Regions from separate parts of the Sus scrofa genome. Here regions 1 and 2 are each linked to region 3. The links are chromatin contacts, called in public promoter capture Hi-C maps. All regions are on one chromosome and are shown on one strand. Each heading gives the region's core, a stretch centred on a gene start, on an enhancer-like site or on the middle of the called end of the contact. The rest is flanking DNA. Distances are from core to core; before and after follow the strand shown. Region 1 holds the start of ZFPM1 (zinc finger protein ZFPM1). Region 2 holds the start of ZC3H18 (zinc finger CCCH domain-containing protein 18). Region 3 holds the start of CA5A (carbonic anhydrase 5A, mitochondrial).

Region 1 (3,048 bases), core at 537-3,036, 340 kb before region 3:
CAGTGCCGGGGAGTGTGGGGCTGGCCGGTGGTCTGGCCTCCCTCTTTGCCTTCCCAGCAGTCCCCAGGACCTGCCCCTCTAGTCTGGGACATGTGCCCCCCCGCCCCCTCCCCACCAAAGCAAGTCCCCCGCCCTGGCTTTGGCTGCAGAGATGCGAAGTTACTCCTGGCGTGGGGTGGGGAGCCCTGTTTCCTGTGCGCTGCCCTGGCTCGGGCTGCTCGAGCAGCCAGGCGGCCCCAAGAGTGCGGGGCCCTCTTATCTCGAGGGCATCAGCAATGTGGACACAGCGGCCGCCTGCCCCCACCCCCGGGAGTGGCCTACAAGCTGGATAGGTGAGAAACTTGGACACGGAGAGGCGACCCTGGCCCAAGATGCAGTCCCAGGAGACCCTCCCTGACTTGGAGCAGTCGCTCAGCTAGGAGTGTGTGACCACAAGCTGCGGAGCACACAGTGCCTGTGCAGTCCTTGCCGGGACACAGGGAGGGCGGGACCTCCAAGAAGCTGTCCCCAGGCAGGGAAGGCTCCAGCGTCGAAGCGGCTGGAGCCCAGCGCACAGGCTGCGATAGCTACCTTCCCCAGCCTCCAAGGCACCAGGTTCTGGGCCGGCAGGAGTGGCGCTGGGCGCCAGCGGGTCCCACCACTCAGCCTTGCGCTTCCACACAGTCCCGAGTGCCCTGTCTCCCTCCCAGGTCTCTCTCTTTCTCCCTCTAGATACAAAGCCTGGGAGAGTCAACCGGCCGAGATAAGATCACAATTTCAGCCCGTCCCGACAGAGCGATCTTATCAGGATGGGACTTGCAGAATGGAATATTTTAAACTTTATCTGAGCCCGGATCGGGGCCGCCTTATCGCCGCACCATCTCGGGGAGGCGGGGGGAGGGGCAGCCGCGAGGTGGCCGCGCCCCCAGCCACCCCGTTCCGGCCCTCTGGGCGGACCCCCTCTCCAGGCCGGACCTCCAGTGCGGGAGCCGAGACGCGGGGGCCCGGCCCGCCGGCGGAGATTAGATTACGGCGCGCTTGGCACACAGCGCGGGGGGCGCGGCGCAGGGTGAAGGTCGCGGGCGCCGCAAGAAGAGCTGGGCGGACCGGGGGCGGGCCGGCGGGGGCCGGCGGGGGTCGGGGCGGGCGGGCAAAGTTTGACTCACGCTTGATCTGCCGGGGGTTGCTCTGTTTCCTCCTGGACATGTCTCCGGCGCCGCGCGCCCTCCCGGCGGCCGCCTCTAGCCCCTGGCGGGCGGCGGCGGGCGGCGGGGGCGCGGCGGGGCCGCGGGGCGGCTCATGCCCCCGGCCCCCGGGCTCCGCGGCCGCCCTGGCCCGCGCCCCCAGCCCGCCGCGTTCGGCCCGGCGCCGCTGCGGAGGCCGGAGGATCGGGCCTGCGTTACGGCCGCGCGGACCGCCAGGGGCGGCGGGCTCCTGCCGGCTCCCTGGCTCCCGCGCAGACGCCGCCGCCGCCGCTGCGCTGCTCTCCTCAATGGAACCTGCGGGCAGCGCGCGGCGAACCCGGCGGCCTCGGCCTGGACGCTCAGGGCGTGCGGGCGGGGCGTGCGCGTCACGGGCGCCGCGCCTCCGGGCCCGCCCCCATCCGCTTGCCCCGCCCCCGGCGCAGCGCCCCGCCCCCGGGCGGACCTCTCGTCCCCTCGTCCGTGGCCCCGCCCCGCCCCGGCTGGCCCCGCCCCGAGGCCCTGGCGGGCCCTTGGACTGGCCTAGCTTCCCCGCCGCCACGGCCCTGCCCCGCCTGCTCGCCCCGCCCGCAGGGAGCTGGCCCCGCCCCGACACTCGGCCCCCTGCCCTGGGTGGACCTGTGGCCTCCTTAACGCCTCGTTCGGCCCTGCCGCTTTGTCCCCAGGCGCAGCTGAGATCCAGTGAGTCCCGCCGCTCCGTAGCACCGTGTCCGACCGGGCTCCAGGCCTCCCTGGACCCGTCCCCCGACGCCAGCTCCACCCCTAAGTCTGACCTGACCTTATTCGGCCCCTAGGCCCCGCCCAGACCACGCCCCAACGCCACGGCTCCGACCTCCACGGGCCGTGACCCCGCCCCTCTGCTCTGTAACTCCGCCCCCAGCGAAGGAGTCCGCCCCGCACTCCCAGTCACTGCGACTTGCCCCCTCCGCCACCGGATGGGGGACAGTGAACCCCGGGTCTGGAAGCCTTTGGAGACTTTGACGGCCCATGTTGTCTTGGACCAGATCTGGGGTGTGGAGCGGGCTGTGGCAGGATGGGGCTTCCGCCCAACATCCCCGGCTCTAGCTCCAGGAGAGTGGGGGTTTTGGGGTCTTCTTCTCTTGGGCTCAGATCTGGCTGGAAATCGGGGAGGGTGCAGAAGCCAGAGGCCTGTACCTGCTCCCCCGCCGCAGACTCCAGGCCTTGCTTCTCCAGGGCGCCCCTGCTGGAGGCCCAGGAAGGAGGCCCCTCTGCAGGCTGGGCAACCCCCACGCCCAGTCCCCGTCGGAAGGGAGCGAGGTCCCCAGGTCAGTACTGCCTGTTCTAGCTGGGAGGCACGGAAACCGACTCTGCTGTCCTGGGGATATGCTCATGGGGTCCCAGGGGCCCACCGCTTTCCAGGGAGGCTCAAGGTCACACAGCATCAGAGCTGTCCCTGGAGATCTACTGTATTCTTTTATCCTTTTGGCTTTAATTTGGGGTTGGTCCCCGTCCCATATTCACAAGAAACAGGACATTAGCACGGCTTGGGGGCTAATGAGGAGACATTTGCAAAGAGGATGCCTGGATGCCTGACCAGAGGGCGGGGCCTGCCCTGCTGACCAGAGGGCTGGGCCTGGCAGGCAATCACAACTGCAGGTGTGGAGGCCAGCTGGGTGCTGAGCCCTCTGCTGGAGAGACCCCACCCCCCCATTCCAACTTCTGTTCCCTTTGCCTGCCCTGTGGAAGGGGGGAAGGGTTGCCTGGGCACCCCCCACCCCACTGCTGCTGCTCCCATAAGGGCAGGAGACTGGCAGCCAGGGCAGAGGGCTGAAGTCCACCCCAGGACCACCTACGGCCACTGGACGGACAAGAACGCTAAGGAGAGGAATTCAAGAGACCTGTCTAA
Region 2 (2,907 bases), core at 310-2,809, 410 kb before region 3:
CGGATCCCGAGTTGCTGTGGCTCTGGCGTAGACCAGTGGCTACAGCTCCGATTGGACCCCTAGCCTGGGAACCTCCATATGCCGCGGGAGCGGCCCAAGAAATAGCAAAAAAAAAAAAAAGACAAAAAGAAAATGCAGAATCATAACTTCATAGACTTAAAACATCCAAAGGAAGGATGTGTGGGTTGGTGACAGACACTGTCCCCAACCTGACCAAGCCTGACCCCAAATGACCCCTCAGGGAGGATGCACTCACTCACCTCGAGATGATCAGTGAAAAAGGAAAAAAAAAACAAACCCAAAAACTCTTCTGCTCTCGGGAACGATTCCACAAAGTTTTCATAAAATGTTTCACCATCTCCCACCTCAAATTGGAGAGGCTGAGGGGTTTTAACCTCTGGGACACATCTGAATGGTTTCAGAGCTGGCTGGGCTCCACACATGTGTTCAGACTGTAAAATCACTAGGAAAAGACTTCCTGTTGGGGAAATGGGAATCAGCCCAGGTCCAGACTCACCCTGAGAATCCCAATCTCCGCTCTGGGAAAGGACCACTCCAAAGGCAACGTGAAGATGAGAAACCAAGAGAGCCACTGCTGTGCCCCCAAAAGCCCTCTCCTTCCATTCTCCCCAAAGAGATCCGAAGGCTGATCTACTCTAACAGATGGAGCTGAACAGCTCACTTAAGATAATCGACCATTCTACCTGGCCAACTCAGCTGTCGTAAGAATTCAGGAAAACTTGAAGTTTTCGCAGGAGCAAAGCCGGAAGTCTTAAAGTCTGACGTCCCCCCAGCAATGACCCGGCATCCTTTGGGCTCCTTACCAAAGGAAAGGAAGTTTACTCCAAAGAGTGGCGCGCATCTTGGGGCGCAGCGCATAGGTCCAACCTGTGCCACCGGGAAGCCGAGGGGGCAAGTTCCAAGAGGCTCGAGAGAGTTCAAAGCTCCTGAAGAGCCCATCCCCAGTCCGGAGGGTGAGCCTGCGTGCCTCCTTCCGCCGCCCCCTCCCCCGGTCTTTGTAGGCGGCAAACACTGCCACGCGGATGTCCCGGAAGAGAAATGACAGCTTCGGGAGATCAACTCCACGGCGGGCGCGGAGGCAGCCGCCGTGCGCTCGGGCTAAAGGGTTCCAGGGTCCCCGGCCGGCTCGCAGCGAAAGGAGCGCAGGATCGTGCCTGAGTCAACGTCCTCTTCCTGGGGCTCGAGAACCACGCTTCGGCCGCGGGCAGCCTGGAGCGCTCCCCGGAGGCGGAGGCGGCGGGGCTCCCCGGCCTCCGCTCCGCGCCGCCGCCACGCTCCCCGCCCGGCCGCCTCGGCCTCCTCCTTCTACCCGCCCCGCCTCCGTGGTGGCGCCACCACTTACCTTACGAGAGCAGGGAGGGGGGGCCACGGCTCCGCGGAGGTCGGGGCGGCGTGGGGAAGTCGTCCCTCGACCCTTCCGCTCCTCACAGGCTCCGGCTTGAGGCGCGACGCGGGCGGAACAAACGGGCTCCACTACCCGCGGGGGCCGGCCATTGTGCGACGTCATCAGGCCGCGACGGTTGTCCTGCGGGCCGGGCGGGCTTACCTCTCTTGCCCCGCCCTCCGCCCGCTTCCTTCCGGCCTCCGCGCAGCTGCCTCCTCGCAGCCCCGCCCCCGCGGCGCGCGCCCGCCTGAACCCGACAGGACGCAGGCGCGGCCGAGGCCCCGCCTCCCGGGCGGGTCTCAGGACGCGCGCGCCGGCCGTCGTGCGGCTGGGAGAGCTTCCCGGGCCTCCGGGTCACGTGACGCGTGAGCGCCGGCGGGTTCCCGCCCCGCTGTGCGAGCTGCGCGCGGAGATGGGTCCCGGGGAGGTGGGGCGAAGAACTTACCTGCCCCCTTCCGGGTGGGGAGCTTCCGCGCAGGGGGGCTGCGCACCCAATCCAAAGTTAGTCCTTTCAGGGAAATGAGTTTATTTTATTTTTAATCTTTTCAGGGCGCACCCGCGGCTTATGGAAGTTCCCAGTCTAGGGGTCAAATCGGAACTGTAGCTGCCGGGCTACACCACAGCCACAGGAACGAGGGGGCAGAGCCGTGTCTGCGACCTGTAGCACAGTTCACTGCAGTGCCAGATCCTTAACCCACTGAGCGAGGCCAGGGATCGAACCTGCTTCCTCAGGAATGCTAGTCAGATTCCTTTCTGCTGAACCACGACGGGAACTCCAGGAAATGAGTTTAAATAACGAAGATTAAACTTTTTAAACTGTTTTGGGGGGATTAAATCCCCCCTTCCGTTAGATAGAATCAGTTCAAAACAAAATGATCATTTTCGAGATAGCGAGTTAAAATGTCAAAGCCTAGGAGTTCCCGTGGTGGCACAGCGGAAATGAATCTGACTAGGAACCATGAGGTTGGGGGTTTGATCCCCGGCTTCGCTCAGTGGGTTTACGATCCGGTGTTGCCGTGAGCTGTGGTGCAGGTCACAGACGCGGCTCGGATCTGGCTTGCTGTGGCTGTGTCGTAGGCGGCAGCTGTAGCTCGGATTAGATCCCTAGCCTGGGAACCTCCATCCTGAGGGTGTGGCCCTAAAAAAAAAAAAAAAGTCAAAGCTGAAACATTTGAAACTATTTCTGTGTAACTAAATAGCTATTGCTTTATCAAATATAACTGATCCAACACAAAACAATCATTTTTGAGATACTGAGTTTAAATGTCAAAGCTTAAACTTTTTAACTATTCCCAATGTTGTTTAAAGAGAAACAGCTCTGATTAGACCCCTAGCCTGGGAATTTCCATATGCCTTGGGAGTAGCCGTAAAAAGACAAAAGACAAAAAAATAAAAAATAAAAAAAATTTTTTTAAATTAAAAAAATGAAAACAACAGCCCCAAAATGGAGTCACTTATGCTAAGCCTAACCAGACTTCATGACTAATCTAATTGAAATTTCA
Region 3 (2,978 bases), core at 196-2,695:
AAGCCCTGTAGAGTCGAGGGGAAGAGAAGATGCGAGGGAAAAGAAAAGCCATTAGGAGCGCTAGAAAACACAAACAGCTCACAGGGTGGTATCGGCCGACTTATGGTCCGATCCAAACGAGTTTCCTGAACACGGTGCACTCTGGGCAGAGGAGAGATGGGATCTGACATAAAACGCCAAGTCATTCTATGTGACAAAAAGGCAGCAAGTCAAGAACGTATAAACTGGTAACCTCGGCTTATTGTTTACACCACGGAGCTAAGTCTCCAGCAGCGGCACAGAACGACGGCCCGGGAACTGCTGCTTCTCGGCCGAGGTTTCCCAGGGACGCTTTCCCCGTGGACGTTCCCTTATCAAAGCACTAAATGTACGTGCGGTTCAGGAGCGTGGGGTTGAGACACGTCCCCCCGGCCTGCGTGTCCTGGCGGGCCCCTTGACCTGCGTGGGTCTCCGTCAGCCCCTCTCACCTGCCCGGCTCGCCGAAAGGCTGGCCGTCCCCGCCACCGCACAGGACCCGCGAGTGACAGCCGTCCCTAGAAATGAGAGCCCACGGGGACAGAGCCCCGCGTGCCAAGAACACGCACTTATTTTAACTGCGAGACCAAAGGAACCGGAGCGGAGCACGCGGGGGGCAGGGCGCGGGCACTGCGGCGGCGGCGGCCCCCGGGCGGCACCGCGGGCACCTCGGGCCCCTCACGCGGCCGGACCACCCGCCCGCCCCCCAGGCTCCTGCCCCCGCACTTCCGGCTACGGGCCCGGCCCCGGGAAGGCCCGGCTGCCCCGCAGCCGCTCTCCCGCAGCCCGCGCCGGAGCGGCCTCCCCGCCGCCCGGCCCACCCGCGGGGCCGCCCGGCGAAGGCGAGGTCGCGTCCCGGAGGAGAGGCGGCGCGCCCCCGCCCGGCCCGCGGCCCGGACACCGCGGGACGAGGTCCCGGAAGGGAGGCCCGCGCCGCGCCGGCTCCAGCTCCGGCTCCGGGACAGGCCCGCGGGGGCGGCGGGAGCCCGGCCGGGCCGGGGCGCGGCGGGCCGGCGGCCGGCAGGGCTGAGGCGGGGGCGCCCAGGGCGGCGGGCCGTTGGGGCCGGGCCCCCGCGTCCGGGGGCGGGGGCGGCGGCGGCGCGGGCGCGGCGGCCGGAGGAGGGCGCAGGGAGGAGGGAGGAGGGGAGATCTCGCTCTCGCTCTCGCCCCGCGGGAAGGGGGAGGTGGAGACGCGACCGGCTGCGGGAGCTGCAATTACCGTGTGGGCTGCGGAATTCTCGTGGTGTTTGTCGGGGAGATGCGATAATGGCGTCCGTCCTCGCGAGAGAAGCCGCCGCACTGCGCAGGCGCCGCGAGTCCCTCCCCACGGCCCTCCACCCCGCGCCGTCTGCGCAGGCTCCCGGGCGGGCGCGCCGGGTGCAGGGGCGGGGCCTGCCGTGCGAGGCCTTCCGCGCGCGCTTTCGCCGGCGCCGACGACCGCCGGGCATGCGCACGCGTCCCGCTCCCCCGCCGCAGTTCGGGCCCCCGGGCTGCTTACTTCACTGTCGTGCGCTCGGGCTCCCGGATAATCCCGGAGAAATCACGTCGGTAGGCTGTTCGAAGAATTTGCATTTTCTTTGAGGCGGAATGACTAGGAATTAGCCACCCCTAAGACTACATGTCCCGGAGGGCTTTGCGCGAGCCTTGAGCAGTGCATTCTGGGATTCGTGGTCCCTGCATCTGCGCCAAGCCTGCCGGTATTTGTGGTCTCGCCCGCGCTCGGGTCCCTCGTCCCTCGCCGCAAGCGGAATGCTGGGACTTGTAGTTCAGATGCCTGGCCCGCTGCCCCAGGCGTGTCCAGGAATCGCTCCCACCGCCGCTGTGGCGGCGTTCCTCCGAGTAACGGGGTATGCTTAGGCGTCCTCAGGGTCTCCACAGGCTCGAGTGCACGCGCGTGGAAAAGTGCGTATTAATTATACGTGATATAGGGGTTCCTGTTGTGGCTCAGCAGTAACGACCAGGACTAGTATCCATAAGGATGAGGTTCGATCCCTGGCCTCACTCAGTGGATTCAGGATCTGACGTGGCTGTGGCTGTGGCTGTGGTGTAGACCAGCAGCTGCAACTTTGATTCCATCCCTAGCCTGGGAACTTAGGTATGCTGTAGGTGTGGCCCTGAAAAAAAAAAATTATACATGATAATATGTATTCTGTGTAATTGGTAAATAAATATGTGCATATGTAATATGTAGACTGTTGCGTATTAATGTAATCATAGTTATATGTGAACATAAACATAGGACATATGAATATCTATATGTTTATTTTGCATAAAAGCACAATTGTGGGTACCCATAGGGAAAAAATCCCCAAACTATAGGTAATTCCCAAAAATAGTATTCCTGCTTAATGGTATTGTTTTTCTTGTGTGCTTGTATTACCGCTGCTTTTCTTTCTTTCTTTTTTTTTTTTTTTTTTTGTCCTTTTGCCTCTTTTTCTAGGGCCGCTCCCGGGGCACATGGAGGTTCCCAGGCTAGGGGTCTAATCGGAGCTGTAGCCGCAGGCCTACGCCAGACCCACAGCAACGCAGGATCAGAGCCGCGTCTGCGACCTACGCCACAGCTCACGGCAACGCCGGATCATCAACCCCCTGAGCAAGGCCAGGGATCGAAGCCACAACCTCATGGTTCCTAGCTAGATTCGCTAACCCCTGCGCCACGACGGGAACTCTGACCGCTGCTTTTCATTTCTCTTCTTTATGCTTGCCTCTGAGTTGTTTAAAACGAGCTAGAATTCTTTTGATCCTCCAAACACTACAAACGATGGAGAAACGCTTTAGCGTGGATTTTCTGGTGCTGCTCTCCTTTTTCTTTTTTTTTTCTTTTTGGCTTTTTAGGGCTGCACCCGGGGCATATGGAACCTCCCAGGCTGTGAGTCTAATCGGAGCTGTAGCTGGCCGCAGGATCAGCCACAGGAACACGGGATCTGAGCCGAGTCTGCGACCGTGTTACACCACAGCCCACG

The links. Promoter capture Hi-C pulls out the DNA fragments that hold promoters and counts their contacts.
Region 1: a contact with region 3 is called in a promoter capture Hi-C map of fetal skeletal muscle, with 7 times the contacts expected there. The contact joins the promoter of ZFPM1 here to the promoter of CA5A in region 3. A contact is called at or near these places in 3 of 5 promoter capture datasets (fetal skeletal muscle, liver and skeletal muscle), 1 of 47 Hi-C or Micro-C datasets (liver) and 1 of 2 datasets of contacts at active chromatin or transcription factors (alveolar macrophages).
Region 2: a contact with region 3 is called in a promoter capture Hi-C map of liver, with 4 times the contacts expected there. The contact joins the promoter of ZC3H18 here to the promoter of CA5A in region 3. A contact is called at or near these places in 2 of 5 promoter capture datasets (fetal liver and liver), 5 of 47 Hi-C or Micro-C datasets (heart right ventricle, liver and subcutaneous adipose tissue) and 1 of 2 datasets of contacts at active chromatin or transcription factors (alveolar macrophages).

The regions. Positions count from the first base shown.
Region 1 is chr6:1,152,186-1,155,233 of Sscrofa11.1, forward strand. It overlaps ZFPM1 (zinc finger protein ZFPM1), which reads right to left and starts at 1,787. Exons shown (of 11, transcript XM_021093668.1): 1 at 1,146-1,787. The coding sequence starts at 1,185. LOC110261212 (basic proline-rich protein-like) reads left to right here and starts at 1,184. Exons shown (of 1, transcript XM_021096490.1): 1 at 1,184-1,975. The coding sequence starts at 1,184. The coding sequence ends at 1,975.
Region 2 is chr6:1,079,982-1,082,888 of Sscrofa11.1, forward strand. ZC3H18 (zinc finger CCCH domain-containing protein 18) reads right to left here and starts at 1,560. Exons shown (of 18, transcript XM_021093665.1): 1 at 1,364-1,560.
Region 3 is chr6:1,494,170-1,497,147 of Sscrofa11.1, forward strand. CA5A (carbonic anhydrase 5A, mitochondrial) reads left to right here and starts at 1,446. Exons shown (of 9, transcript XM_021093673.1): 1 at 1,446-1,563. BANP (BTG3 associated nuclear protein) reads right to left here and starts at 1,315. Exons shown (of 14, transcript NM_001244650.1): 1 at 1,235-1,315.